5 separate regions of the Mus musculus genome follow, and regions 1, 2, 3 and 4 are each linked to region 5. The links are chromatin contacts, called in public promoter capture Hi-C maps. All regions are on one chromosome and are shown on one strand. Each heading gives the region's core, a stretch centred on a gene start, on an enhancer-like site or on the middle of the called end of the contact. The rest is flanking DNA. Distances are from core to core; before and after follow the strand shown.

Evidence for each region. Promoter capture Hi-C pulls out the DNA fragments that hold promoters and counts their contacts.
Region 1: a contact with region 5 is called in a promoter capture Hi-C map of embryonic stem cells, with 3 times the contacts expected there. The contact joins the promoter of Pot1b here to the promoter of St6gal2 in region 5. A contact is called at or near these places in 4 of 39 promoter capture datasets (cranial neural crest, embryonic stem cells, hippocampal neurons and 1 more) and 1 of 115 datasets of contacts at active chromatin or transcription factors (embryonic stem cells).
Region 2: a contact with region 5 is called in a promoter capture Hi-C map of trophoblast stem cells, with 4 times the contacts expected there. The contact joins the enhancer-like site here to the promoter of St6gal2 in region 5. A contact is called at or near these places in 9 of 39 promoter capture datasets (HPC-7-derived erythroid cells, cranial neural crest, embryonic stem cells and 5 more), 3 of 115 datasets of contacts at active chromatin or transcription factors (forebrain, neural progenitor cells and stem cell-derived neural progenitor cells) and 1 of 9 other capture datasets (pancreatic islet).
Region 3: a promoter capture Hi-C map of second pharyngeal arch cranial neural crest shows a contact between it and region 5, with 4 times the contacts expected there. The contact joins the enhancer-like site here to the promoter of St6gal2 in region 5. A contact is called at or near these places in 7 of 39 promoter capture datasets (the HPC-7 cell line, cranial neural crest, embryonic stem cells and 4 more), 6 of 484 Hi-C or Micro-C datasets (cerebral cortex, cortical neurons and forebrain) and 2 of 115 datasets of contacts at active chromatin or transcription factors (VIP interneurons and neural progenitor cells).
Region 4: a contact with region 5 is called in a promoter capture Hi-C map of embryonic stem cells, with 3 times the contacts expected there. The contact joins the promoter of Zfp119b here to the promoter of St6gal2 in region 5. A contact is called at or near these places in 2 of 39 promoter capture datasets (both in embryonic stem cells), 1 of 484 Hi-C or Micro-C datasets (embryonic stem cells) and 2 of 115 datasets of contacts at active chromatin or transcription factors (astrocytes and embryonic stem cells).

What each region holds. Positions count from the first base shown.
Region 1 is chr17:55,711,277-55,713,976 of GRCm38.p6, forward strand. Pot1b (protection of telomeres 1B) reads right to left here and starts at 1,360. Exons shown (of 17, transcript NM_028370.2): 1 at 1,264-1,360.
Region 2 is chr17:55,039,075-55,041,836 of GRCm38.p6, forward strand. No RefSeq gene overlaps it. Among named protein-coding and RNA genes, the nearest start is that of Gm32055, 190 kb to the left of the region's middle. Within about 2 kb of position 1,362, at least 7 of the 459 cell types and tissues checked have an H3K27ac peak or open chromatin away from gene starts, as enhancers often do. A contact at or near this core is called in trophoblast stem cells, where this site is marked.
Region 3 is chr17:55,089,465-55,092,280 of GRCm38.p6, forward strand. No RefSeq gene overlaps it. Among named protein-coding and RNA genes, the nearest start is that of Gm32055, 240 kb to the left of the region's middle. Within about 2 kb of position 1,282, at least 5 of the 459 cell types and tissues checked have an H3K27ac peak or open chromatin away from gene starts, as enhancers often do. A contact at or near this core is called in second pharyngeal arch cranial neural crest, where this site is marked.
Region 4 is chr17:55,943,974-55,946,673 of GRCm38.p6, forward strand. It overlaps Zfp119b (zinc finger protein 119b), which reads right to left and starts at 1,286. Exons shown (of 4, transcript NM_146249.4): 1 at 1,199-1,286. The coding sequence starts at 1,201.
Region 5 is chr17:55,444,077-55,446,814 of GRCm38.p6, forward strand. St6gal2 (beta galactoside alpha 2,6 sialyltransferase 2) reads left to right here and starts at 1,306. Exons shown (of 6, transcript NM_001347403.1): 1 at 1,306-1,733.

The DNA.
Region 1 (2,700 bases), core at 110-2,609, 270 kb after region 5:
ATTACAGCAATCTTCAGCAAGCATGCTCACTTGCCTTTAAAAACTTGCACTGGCACAGTACTCCTAATATACTCATACTGAACTATGGGATGTGTCAGGCAGTCAGGATATTCGATTCCCTTTCTTAATCTTTAGAGAACCTTTCTCTGAATTTCACTTGGACCATACTTTTAGGAATTCAATATAGCATGTTCTAATAAATATTAAGTCATCTGGGGAAAATCTGAGGAAAAAAATATGTAAGATTCATAACTTAAGTCTTATTGAAGATACAGAAAGTGAAGTTCATTAATTTCCCAAAGTGTTTTTTCTCAACCCGGTAATACAATCTCTCAGCAAAATAAAATGTTGTTTTAGAAACCAATTACAATTTAAGAAAGAAAAAATTCTTAATGTGAAATGAAAAACTCATAAACTAGGACAATGAGGGCAAGTCAATACAAAACAAAAAGTTCAGTTTAGTCTCTGCCCCACTGTCAACTTCGGAAAATAATTACCTAGTCAAAAGTACAGGCATGATAGTGTTTTATAACAGTTCCTTTCAACTTCTCTTTTGGCTTTCATATTAAAACTTTCTGTCTCACACACACCATGGACTCTTGGTAAACAACCATATGGGTATTTCTTAAACAACAGATTAAAACTCATATGAACCTCATACTAATAAAGTCACTATCCACTTTTCAAAGAAAAAAAACAGATTAAAAGTAGATCCTACATTAATACTCTTCAATATTACTAAAGAAAGCAAAAAACAAAAAAAAAAAAAACTGAAAACAAATTATACTTTGGCAAAACGATGCTTTTTGTGTCCTCAGCAGGAAGTATCAGCTTGAATCAAAATACTTTTAAAAGCCAGTTTTCCGACCTGTTGCACGGCATAGTAGTAGCCCGTTCCTTTAATCCTAGCGCTCTCTCTGTTCACTGTGCACCAGGTTCATGCTTTTCTTCTGACACTTGTCACCTGGGCAAGTACCTGAAGCCTCTGAGGCTCCCAATAACACACACACACACACACACACACAGCGGGTTATCGCTGCCGCCAACGCATAGCGCACACACACAGACACACACACACACCCCTGAAGCTTGAGGTCTCCCTGAGAGAGAGGATGCCGAACACAGCGGGTTATCGCTGCCGCCAACGCATAGCGCACTTTCTCTACAACTACCCCAAATGTGGTTGCAAACGACCCCTCATATCATCCAGGGCCCGACCTCCAGCGATTACACCAAGAACTCCAACACCCTAGCGTTCAGTACCTCACAGAACACCGAGGATCCCGGCAACTTTTTCAACCTGCAGAGACGCGACTTCGACTTCCGGAGCCGTGGGACACACGCATGCGCACTCCAACCATTCCGCCCGCTTTTTGCTCGTGCTTCCCATAACAAAAGCGAAAGGCAGGCGGGGCCTCGGCCAAGCTCCTCCCAGTTGGTCCCTGCAGAGTAGGAAGCCTGCTGCTCCTCTTTCCACGCCCCTAATGGATTTTTCTGGGGACTAGCGGGGGGGGGGGGGGGGGGGGGAGAACACACTGTTCAAAGGATAGTAACTGGCTTGAAAGAGTCCTAAATCCTGTAGCCAATTGGAACCCTATTCCGAGTGAGACTCCAAATTCTATTTTGTTGAATAAATGGATCAGAGGCAAAACCCTTTGTTAATCTAAGTTAAGCACCCAAATGCACTTTTACACGATGTAAATAGACGAAGATAACAATGTTGTTTTGTTGTTTTTTTAATCGCAATTTAGGGCTATTATGCTATTGCCAGGCAAGTTGAAAAATACCAACAATCCTTTGTTAGTCTGAAGATTTATCGTTCTTTACTATATTTTTGAGTGATGAAAAATTGTCATGAGTTTAGAAACTTTGTAATGATTAATTTCAGAATATAGAAAGCTGAACAAGAGTATGTAGGCTTATATCGAGTGTAAAAAAATTAATTAAAAATTAAATTTTAAAAAGTGTGTAGGCTTTAAAAGTTTATCACGATTATTTGGAGTTATTTGGGAACCCTTTGTATCGGGTTAAAAGGCATTTTTAAACACAGAATAACTTTTTTATCTTTCACAAAATGTTCCACTATTAGTTTAAATTGAGTCTACATCTATTCATTTTACCCACCCACTTTTTTCAGGAAGTGGGGAAAGTTTTGAAATTCCATTGATGAAAATGAAGGTCTTTTGTTCATTCTTTTAAACTACATGCAACATTAATGGCACTGCCTATGTTAATTGTAACTGTTAATCTTTCTCCCTTAAGTTCATCAAAGTTCATCAAAGACTGAGTGCATTGACAAAAATGATGGGATTGTATGCATTTATGGTAGGATGGAAATGATCTCCATTGTTCTATCAATAGAAAAAAATCAGTTAAAGGTATCTTTCCCATGACTGAGAAGAATATTTCCATGTACGTGATTTCCATGTAATTGAGTTAAAGAAATTCAGTGTGATTGGGGCACATTCCACCTATAACATGAAGTCAGAATTTGGCACAATGGAATCGAATATGTGAAGAAAACCAAATAAATTGGCATTGCTACTTACGTTCCCATTAAAATGATATAAATGGGACGAATTTTGAAGTGAGTATATTAGACTAAAAGGAGACTTAAAATCAAAATGTACTTCTTTAGTTTGTTATTTATGTCTGCTTATCTATGCTAGTGTCATCCATATTAAAACTTCCTAATACTAC
Region 2 (2,762 bases), core at 112-2,611, 400 kb before region 5:
TCAGGAGCAGTCTACCTCAAGAAAATTTAATTTTTTGCTATTAATTTGAAATTTTCAATAATTTTGTTCTATAAACTAGTCAACATACAGATTACTAAGAAAAAAAATGTAAGAAACATCAATGCACACATACACATCAGGATACCCTAACAGGACAATGTAGTTGAAGTGTATGTATAGTCTAGCAGAGAATGGGCTTCTAAGAAACGGAGCTGAGTGGTAGATTTTAGAAGAATGAAGGAAGCAAGGCTTTTGGAAGTATATAAGTAAGGGCTGCAGACTGCAGACAACTGTGACAACCTTTGATTGGGCTGAGTGTCATATTCCAACCTCTTTTTTTAATGAAAATATTCCTAGGTTTACATGGGGCATTGGAAAGTTGTATTGGCAGTGGCCAGATGTTTGTTTTCCTAATGTTAGTTTCCTCTCTATATTTATTCCTTTATAAAAGGAGTATTTCAGGGTTAATCTCATATGCATTTTCCTATAATATCTGTCTTAAAACTGGCACATACATTACAGAGAAGCACATTTTGAAGTCAACAGTAGTTAACCAAGATGTCCAGCTGTCCATCTTCATGTTCTATGGTCCCCAAACTATAAATAAAACTACAAAAAATCTATAATGGATCAACAATAATGGGGTTCAGGGCTGGAGAGATGGATCAGCAGTTAATGGCATTGGCTGCATTTGTAGAGAACCTAGGTTCAAATGTGAGGACACACATGCTGTCTCCCAATCTGCATAACCCCAATCTTCCAATTTAAAACAGTTGCATTAATACATGTATTTTATTGCTTTATGCCACAGACCGACCTCAGTTGGCCCCCCTCAATCCGTGGGAGAAATCAGGGTTCCGGTTACAGGTAGGAAGGAGTCGGCAATAAAAGGGTGACAAACAGATACAGACACAAGGGAGTGTGGTATCTGAATGTAATTTGTCAAAGTGAGCATCAGTCTTATATATTACAGGAAACAAAGAAATTAAGTGATACATTAAGGCCACCCAAGGTACATTGAAGTTATTTGATGCAAAATTACTTTGACAACAAAACAGAGGAATGCGTACTTAAAAGCTAACAGGAACCAACTGGGATAAAATCAATGTTAACAACTAGGATCAAAAGCAGCCCCACCTAAGGTCAGTTTATTCTTAGAAGCCAGGGGCAAGGGCTTCATGCCCTTGACATAGTTCCGATTCTAGTCTATTGTATAGTCCACCTTCCCCCTAGGCCATTGTAAATTCCTGTGTATGGGAGTGACTTGGCTATCTATAGTTCTAAGTATTTACTCTAGTTCCTTCTTAGACCAGAACCTACCTTCTTCCTAGGCCATTGTAAATTCCTGTGTATGGGAGTGACTCAGCTATCTATTGTTCTAAGTAGTATGTAGACTAGCCCTGAGATTACTTGCTCTATTCTAGTGAATTGTAATACCTGATTACTTTCACTGTTTCTTACAATACTAGAGGTAAATCTGAATGTTACTGAATAGTTAACCTTCTTACTGAATTCCAAGCTCAGGGACTGCTCAAGGACTGCCTAGGACATTGGAACACTGATGGAGGCTAATCTAATTTAGCTACATGTCAAAATCAATCCTTAGAGGCTCTTATAATAAACAATATTGAGGGAAAGCACACAGATCCATACACCCGACTAAAGCAAGGACAGATTTGGAGCATTCATTATTACAGGATGCCACGGTTCCAGGAGACTAAGTTTCTGTGAACTTTTCGCCTCAGGGCTGCATCCAGGCTTTTGGGCCTGTCACGTGGATCACTACTGGAGTGGGTGTGGCAGCTTTATTAACACATATTGGCAATCCACTGGGTGCTGTGTTTTATTGTATATCCAACACATTAACGTTATGTTCCACTATCCATGGAAAACAACTAAGGGTGAGGACATATAAGGTACATGAGCAAGCAACTCTCAAGTATATGAAAATTAGTCTTAATAGAAGGAATTATTTGTTAATTATAATGATGATTCTAATTAATGCTATGTGTTTAATAAGCAAGACCATAGACCCATGTGTTGAAGGATTGATATTCAGTCTATGTTGTCATGAGGAGGTGGTGGAACATTTAAAATGTAGTGATTATTAGCAGGTCATGTCATTGGGTACATATCCAGTATTGAGGGACATACTGGAACTCCAGCCTCATTGTCAATCTCTTTTATTTCCACAATATGAAATAATATTTTACTCTTCCACACACACATCCATGATTTTCTTCTTATAGTGAAAGGAAATAAAACTTGAGACCTGTGATTCATGTAATGTATGTCAAATAGCCCAAAGAGTTGTTTGTGAGCTTTGAAACCTGGCGCTGAGAACATAGCAGAACAGGCCAGGACATGCCCGGGCAGGCCCGTCGTTACATGTCCTGACTGGCCTAGTGCCTCCCTATCTTCCGCCCTTCTGACAGTCTGTTAATGTTTAAATGGACCAATCATGTGAAACCGCGCCAATTCCTCCCCCCAGCCCCACCCCTTTTCTATAAAAACCCCTAACTTCCAAGCGTCAGGGTTGAAACCACTGTCTCCTGCGTGAGATATGTTTCAAACCGGAGCTCTGCCATTATGGCTCCACCATGTGGTCAACACCTCTGTCTCCTGCGTGAGATATGTTTCAAACCGGAGCTCTGCCATTATGGCTCCACCATGTGGTCAACACCTCTGTCTCCTGCGAGAGATATGTGTTGGCCCAGAGCTCCGTCATTAAACTATCTCATGCTTTTACATCAAGATGGTCA
Region 3 (2,816 bases), core at 32-2,531, 350 kb before region 5:
ACTGGGCAAAGTCAGAAAAGAGGTCTACCTCCTAAGATATCAGCTGAGAATACAAACCTTGGTTGGGGATGAGTCTTTAACAGAATCTTGTCTGTAAGGTAACATAACCCCATAGCTTCTTCTTCTTAGAGTTGATACCAACCTTTAAGGCTAAACTAGGTACTCCACTGTGAATTATTCCAGGCTCTCCCTATAAATTCATGCTCACATTTATGGCCTGAATTTATTGCTGTAATTGCCTTTATATTTACATATTTATTATAATGACTATGCAGAAAGTGTTCCTTAAATTAGATGATGATATTATAACTATCACCCCTTTTATTTAATTCATACCAAAGATTAGAAATGCCAAATTGTTTCAATTAGCCCGGGTGAAATACCTTGGGATCTAGGCTGCTATATTTAATTGAAACCATTATTTTATGAGAGTTTAATCTCTGAATAAGATATGCATATTTACATATGTTTATTTCACAACACTTAAATTCACAGTGGATGCATAAAGCCAATTGTGAAAAACAAATGTTTTCTCTTAAAAGAACCCCGCGCTCTCTGTGGTGACCTATATCTGTAATACTAATACCCAAGAGTGGAGGCAGGAGGATAGCTGCCAGGCCAGTCTGGATTACTTTCTATTACTCTGTCTCAAAACACCTTCCACATTTGTTAAGATGGAATCTACATTTTCTTCTCTCCAGTTGTTATGTACAGATAACCTTAAAAGGAATTTAAGACCCATGCTTTTGCTTGGCTGTAGCTACTGCTTAGCAACTGCAACATTTTCCTCAGAGTTTTTCTTCATCTTCCCACATTATGTGACTTTCTTTCTTTATATTCTTTAAAATAACTCAGTAAAGTTCTGATGGATTTGACAAGTAAGAAATATGCCAAATACGCTCTTAATGTTTTAAAATTCCTCATCATGCACATAAGCCATGTGGCTTACTTTTTGATAGTTTCAGCAGATCTCATTTTTTTCACAGAATAATGATTGGCTTATCAAACTGTAACATAATTGGTGCATTTAGCTTCTATTGCCATTGTATTAGATTGAAATCCACCATAGATTCACTTTTATAGCTGCACAATAATAATAACAATAACAATCTATGAAAACAGCACTCAAACAAGAAAGGCTTTACAGGAAGCCCTTGAAACAGCTTCATGCAGAATTGGGTAATTTAATGCAGATGCTAGAATCATAAGGCTCACACGTTGCTGTCAGCTTCACCAAAAGAAGAGAGAAACCTCTTGGGAGAAAAAGAGACCCCCAAATATGCAACACTAGACACATTGAGGACAGAGATCATGTGAAACTGCTCCTGAAAACTGGCACTGAATAGTATGAAACTTGTCCATCATATTAATCATTAAATGGAATGCTGATGCAGCCAGCACAATTGAGGCTGGAACGTTATTGGAAACTGATGGTTTTATGAGAGGGCCAGATGTTTCTTGTTGAATAATTCCAAACAACAGAACCATGAATATTTCAAGTTAGTACTGTGAAATTAGCTTCTCTTCTTGATAGAATGCTAGAAGAAGTTCAGTTTGAGACTCTGTAGATAATACTTAACTTGTGACACAGAGCAGGCCCTAACAATTAGGACACAGTCTCTCCTGACATTTTGTTTAATTTGGAAAAATTAAATGCTAGATGCTGAAATAGTGCAAACTGTCACATTAATCCCCATGTTTAAAGCTTTAAAAAAAATTGCAAGTGGAGCCTCCAAGCAGAAACTGATCTTCTATGTAACCATCCAATGAAATGTGGCTCAAATCACTACAATCTTTCTGTTACTAAGTATTTAGCACAACCCAGTTCTTTCATGATGCAAATACCTAACTGCTATGAGAGTTTTTAGCATTAGGCAGTATAATCCTGATTTGGAAGTCCTTCTACAAGCTTTCTCTAAACAAGAGGGGGCTGGGGATTAAAGGCTTACATCATCAGAAGATGGATTAAACTAAGATATAAAATATGTATTAGAATGCACTCCACTGCTTTTGCTCCAAAAGAAGTCAATTATTTAGGCTTTCTTATCAAGGTAGATTGTTTTTTCAGACCCTCAGGAGTGTGACTTAATGGCTTTGATGCAGAAAATACATTATGGGAGGAAAGCAGCAGCCAGTGCTTCCTGATAACGAACAAGATAGAAAAAGACATGAGTTTCCACAGATATATTCTCATATGTCAGTTTGTATAATATATTTACAAAAATCAAGATTAGGACATGGTGAAAGCAATTCCAGAAGGAAAAAGGCTTATAATACAAACAGGGTCTGTCAGTCTGCCTATCTAGTCTATGAATGCCTCACTCAGACTGAGGTGAGAGTGACTTGCTTCCCTGTGACTTTCTTGCTTGGCTGGTGATTCATAATCTCCACCGAAATGAGAAGTAAAGAGAACTCTGTTGCTTTACCTCGAGTTTGTCTATGCTGCCATGTTGATATGAAGGAGTTAGACTCTTAAGATGTGTGAGTTTAGGTAAGCCTTTTCATTACAATTTGTCTAAACATTATTTCTCGTCCTAACCTTGAGTCTCAAAGATGCTGTGACACCACTACCGTGACCACAACTTGGAGTTTATTGGTTATGTAAATTACTAGTAATAATATGTAACCTAAGAATTATCACAGAAAACCTAACTACTGTACAACCTACTCTCTCTCTCTCTCTCTCTCTCTCTCTCTCTCTCTCTCTCTCTCTCTCTCTTTCTGTCTCTCTCATTGTTCTCTTGTGACCTTCAACTTCCTTGTCTGTATAAAAAATGTATATCCTATAAAATATAGCATGATACAATGATACATCT
Region 4 (2,700 bases), core at 36-2,535, 500 kb after region 5:
TAAAAAGTGTCACCATTTTTGATACCAAAGGAAACTGATGAAAATAAGTAACCAAGAATGAAAAAAATAATCAACACACAAAACTGGACATATACTAAACACAGCGATAACCTGACATCAAAACCTCAAACAGCTGCAATAAAGAAAGAAAATATAAACAGCAAGAAAAAAAAATAAGCAGACAGATAGACAAAAGATAGAAAATATTTCTTCCAAATAGGGAAGAGACAACTCCTTTGGCTGGGATACAGGTTTTCTTAATATAACCTTCCTTACCTTGTCTAAGTAGAGATTAAACAATTGGAGGCCTGCAAACTCAGGGGTTTTTTGTTATGTTTTTTCTGTTTGTTGTTGTTCTTTTGTTTGGTTTGGTTTTGGCTTTTTCAAGACAGGGATTCTCTGTGTAGCCCTGGCTGTCCTGGACCTCACTCTGTAGACCAGGCTGGCCTCGAACTCAGAAATCCACCTGCCTCTGCCTCCCAAGTGCTGGGATTAAAGGCGTGCGCCACCACTGCCTGACCAAACTCAGATCTAAGTATGTATCTTTTCTCTGTATTATCCCTTGTTTCCCTCCCCACCCAGTTCTCTCAGGGAACCGGAAAAACCTGCCTGCACAGTACTTCCTGGGAAAGAATAGAGATCAACAGAACATGAGAACAAACTTAGACAGAAAAAAAAAAAAATACACAAGTAAAATAGAGTAAATGTTGATGAAAGAGACCAGGAAACCCAGTGAGCCTGGCCTTACTAACACACGTTACTGGACGGTCAAGGCATCTACAAGTCTGTGTCGATGGCAAACACTTTGCATCTGCACAGAGCTAACTGCGGACGGATCCTACTCCTGAACATCAAGTGCCAAGTGCAGAACTTGTAGAAGACACCGGAGAAACTAGGGTTCTCCATGTCAGCATATCTGCCTTCCCTGGACACAGGAAAAGCAGCTGAGGCGCTCACTGCATGGTGACGTCAGCAACAAGGATGTTTTCACTCCAGGACCCGCGCCCCACACTCTGCGCAGGCGCAGCCCGGGATCGAAGTCAGACGTCGCGCTTCCGCTCCGGAGGTGCAGGGACCTCAGGTGAACAAACGCAATCACGCCGGGCGGCGAGTCTGACCGCCGGTTCCCGCACCCCGGGAGGAACCCAACACAGTCTCCCGCGGCTCCTCCCCGCGTGGGGACGGCGGCCCCGCTCACCATGGCGTGGAGACCGAGCTCGCCCCGCTCTCCTCACAGCTCCCGGCAGCGGGTGGCAGACCAGGACACAGAACCACAAGAGCCTCCCTCAGACCCGAGCCCGAACCTTTAGTATTAGGGAACGGAAGTGCTCTCCCCATTCTGGCTAGCGGATCCATGCGGCCGTGATTGGCTAGTGAGGAATGAGTGACAGCTCCCCTAGACACCGAGGGCTGTGAAGTGTCACAGCACAGTGGTTCCCAGTCCTGGTCTCCGCTCAGGCACAGAACTGTCCCAGACGCGGAGAGACAGGGACATATCGCCACAGAACTTGCGCCTGTTAGCGTACAGGCAGGTCCACAAACCTACTCTCGGGGACCTAGCAGAGACTTCTGTCATCAGATGCCATCATTTGCTGATGCCACCAGGCGCGCCCGGTCTGTTTCAGGATGAATGTATCCACCTAAGCCACCGGAGCTCTCTCCCTACTCAGCAGGCCGTCTCTCTGTTCCCCGTGTGCGCTTCTTTCTCTCTCTGTCTGTCATGTCCACTTCTCTGCCTCTGTCCCTTCCCCAGGACCTCAGTCCCCCAACCCCCACCCCCAATAAAGTTTTTTTACACCAGATGCATGGCGTAATTTCTCAGGACACACTTCGGCTCGATCTGCCAAAGCTACTTCACCTTACTATATAATGTTTCCTAACAGCAGGACTGCAGTCGTCCCTGCTCTGCTGCACCCAGGAGGCTATTTAATCTAGGCACAAGGTCTCTAGCATACACAGATCACTAAACAACCTCAAGTGGAGTGATCCACCTGCCTCACAGCCAAAAGGGCACCCAGACTATCCAGGTCAAATTTAAACCTCCTGGTTGATATTCACCGGGCATCAACCATTTTTTAAAAAGACTCATCTAAATTGCTCACACTTCTCTCAGTTAAACACTGGTAGCCAAAACACACATTCCCAGCCTTTAGTGGTTGCACTGGCTCATCATGCCAGCACTTGGGAAATGGAGTCAGGACATCAAAAGTTTAAGCCTAGTATAAAGAGTAGTTCCAGGACAGCCAGGGAGGGATACACAAAGCAATCCTGTCTCACAAAAAAAAAAAAAGTTTAAACCAGCTTGGTCTATGAACCCAAACACCAACTATTCTGGCCCCCAAAGGGGAGGTGACCAGGGTGAGAACCTGGGAGGAGAAGACAAAAATAGAAAGTTTGGGGTCACTATGTCTTGCATAACATGATGGCTCATGTTAAGCAAGTTTTTTCAGATGATATACAGCTCTGATACACTATAGGTGGAGAATGAGACAGTCAGCAGAAAGATAATTTAGCAATGTTGGCTAGAAGGACACAGGATAGATACCTCATAGTGAGCACACACTGGCCATGAGACTGATACCCATGAGACTGATAACTGAAGACCGTGGTTCCTTTGACTCCTTCAAGATGCTTGCCCAAGCACCAGACCAGACCTTCCCAAGTCTGCTCTTGGAGAGGTCACAAAAGCAATGATCCCTT
Region 5 (2,738 bases), core at 56-2,555:
GTTTTTAAGGTAGGCATGAAGGCATCATCTTTGAAGTACTTTTGAAAAATAGCAATATGGGATAAAAAACATTCACAGTCTGTAAGAAATGTTATAAATTGCCAGGTGTGGTGGCGCACACCTTTAATCCTAGCACTTAGGAGGCAAAAGCAGGAGGATTTCTGAGTTCGAGGCCAGCCTGGTCTACAAAGTGAATTCCAGGACAGCCAGGGCTATACAGAGAAACCCTGTTTCAACCCCCCCCCCAAAATGTTATAAATTGAGGATTTTTACTTTGCAGTGAAACATTGTAAGGATGCTACTATGCTTTTTATTACATGAATTGATTTGTTGTTACATTTAAGGACTAGAGAATGTATAATCCACTTTTAGCACCTTGTGCAGCATACCTTGCTGGTGCTTGCAAACGTACCCATTAGACAGAAGACAAAGCCTAGAGTCACAGTTTACATCACTTCAGTGACTAGCAGAGTCCATCGTGGTGAATTGTGGGAAAGGGCAGAGCACAGAATTAGCCATAGCGTATGTATTTCTCATATATAAGACGCAGTAATTAATGAGTGACAGACCATCCCTTCAGGCAGTTCTTAGAAATTCCAAGTGTCAGAAACAGTTAACAGAACTGGGGAAACCAGAGAAAGCATCGCCCAGGTACACTTGACCACACACAATGAATTTTACTCTGTGGGTTTAGTTTCCCGGTTGTTAAATGTCTGTAAACTTCTAGATTGAGTTTTGCTCATCTATCATGATGCCTAGCCCCAAACACATAGTAGGCACTCCATGCGTTCTGAATAAGTTGGACAACTAGCTAAAATATCTAAAACAAAACACCTCGACTAGATAGATGAACTTCAAATTCAATACATTCAGTGAAGAATTTGTCTTGTCCTTTTCTAACTACGCATGAAAACTTGTAGGTAACACTCACATCCAAGGGGGCAAAGTTCAGAGAAGCATGTTTACCCACAACCAGGGACCGCTGTGGATGCCTTTGAAAAATAGGAGGGTTGCAGTGACAAATGGGCATTAGCACTTGAACACACTCACATACTTTCTATCTGCGGCTCCCACAGCACCGCTCTTGGTCACCCCTACGCCCTAGAGAGAATGTGATCACCTTTTCCAGGGTTGGATGGATGGATGGAGTTGGCAAGTGGGAAGCTCTCAAAGCAGCACGTCCCCAAGTGTGTCCCTGCACTGTCGGGCGCTTCTCAGCAGCAGCCAAAGTGAGAATGCGGGCGGCTTGAGTCGGCCTGAGTCTGAACAAAGGGAGCCAGCGGCCCAGAGGATGCTGTGCTTCTCACACTCCACCCAGCTGCCTGGCGCGCAGGTAGCCCGGCTTTTGCTCTGTCTACAGAGGGCTGTGTGTTCGAAGCCAGCACACAAAGACTCACTTCCTCCCGGCCAGCTTCCCAGACCGCCCTGCCCACCACCGGCGGCCGGTGGCATTCCAGAGGCCACCACCGGGACATTCCTGTGCCCGGGTGCCAGGTACTTGGAGCAGAAGCCATTCGGGGAGCCCTTGGAGCCGCTCAGCTGGTGAAGGTGGCGGCTGGGATTAGCACGCCTTTTTAGGCAGCCGCGCCGCCCCACGCAGCGGAGTCTGCAATCGCTGTACGACAGGCAGGCTCTGCGTCGCCAGAGCGTCCCCGCCTGCGCTGGCCGCGGGGCAAGCTGCGGGCCGGAGCGCTCGCGGGAGGCCGATCAACTCCCCAGCGCCTAGCCAGCAGGTAAGCTCGGGCTGTAGATCGGAACGGGGAAGGCGGGGTTGTGTGCGGAGCACCAGGCCCGCTGCCTCGGATCGCCTGCCCTCGGGGCCACCGGCAGAGGTGCCACTGCCACGCGGATTGGAACAATGAGGCGCGCAGCGCGGAGCTGAGCGCAGCCACGCACTGCTGAGAGGCCAAGCTGCAGCCGGCGGCAACGCGGTCATGCCTTGTCGGAAAGGAGACGGCTCCTACACAGGGTCGCCTGAGCCCCTAGCGTGGCCGCGGAGCTTCCCAGGGCATCCGAGAGAGAGTAGGAGCTCGTGGTGTGCGCGCTCGCTCATCCGCTCGCTCGCCCGCCCTCCCGCCCGCTCGCCACCCGGCAAGCCCTCCTGCCCTCTAGGCTGCGGGGGTGGGGTGGGAGTGGGGGATAAAATGTGACCCTCAGGAATCCTACTGAGGCTCCAAGTACAGGAGTAGCAGCACAGGTGTAGGGACAAACTGAATGAGTACAAGCACGCAGGTCTGTGAGGTCTGAGACCTGCCGTATCCTGCTGGAATCTCCTTGGCCAGTTGCACTGAGCTAGAGTTAGATAAGCTCTGCGAACAGAAGCCAGCGCTGTATGTGGAGAAACAACAGGGTGAGCGAAAGGAGGGCTTGCACTTGGACAGGTGGACATAGTTAACTGTGGGGATGAAATACTGTGCATTGGTTTGATTTGATGTGATTTGCTTGTGAAAGGTGGAGATTTTTTTTTTAATCAAATTCCCACACCCATCTTCATGCAAATTAGCGGGCTTGCAGCTTAGAGAGCATCCTACCTTTTCTTTCTTTCTTTCTTTCTTTCTTTCTTTCTTTCTTTCTTTCTTCTTCCTTTTGTGGCTATAATGTTCATGTGCAGAGGGATTTTCGGGAGCCTCCTAAAGTCAGTGTTAATTCTTATACACTTGACTGGCAAAAACTCGGCGTTTGGGTTGTTTTACTTCCCACCGTTTAGAGTGGTTATGTGATAAATTCTTTTGAATTCA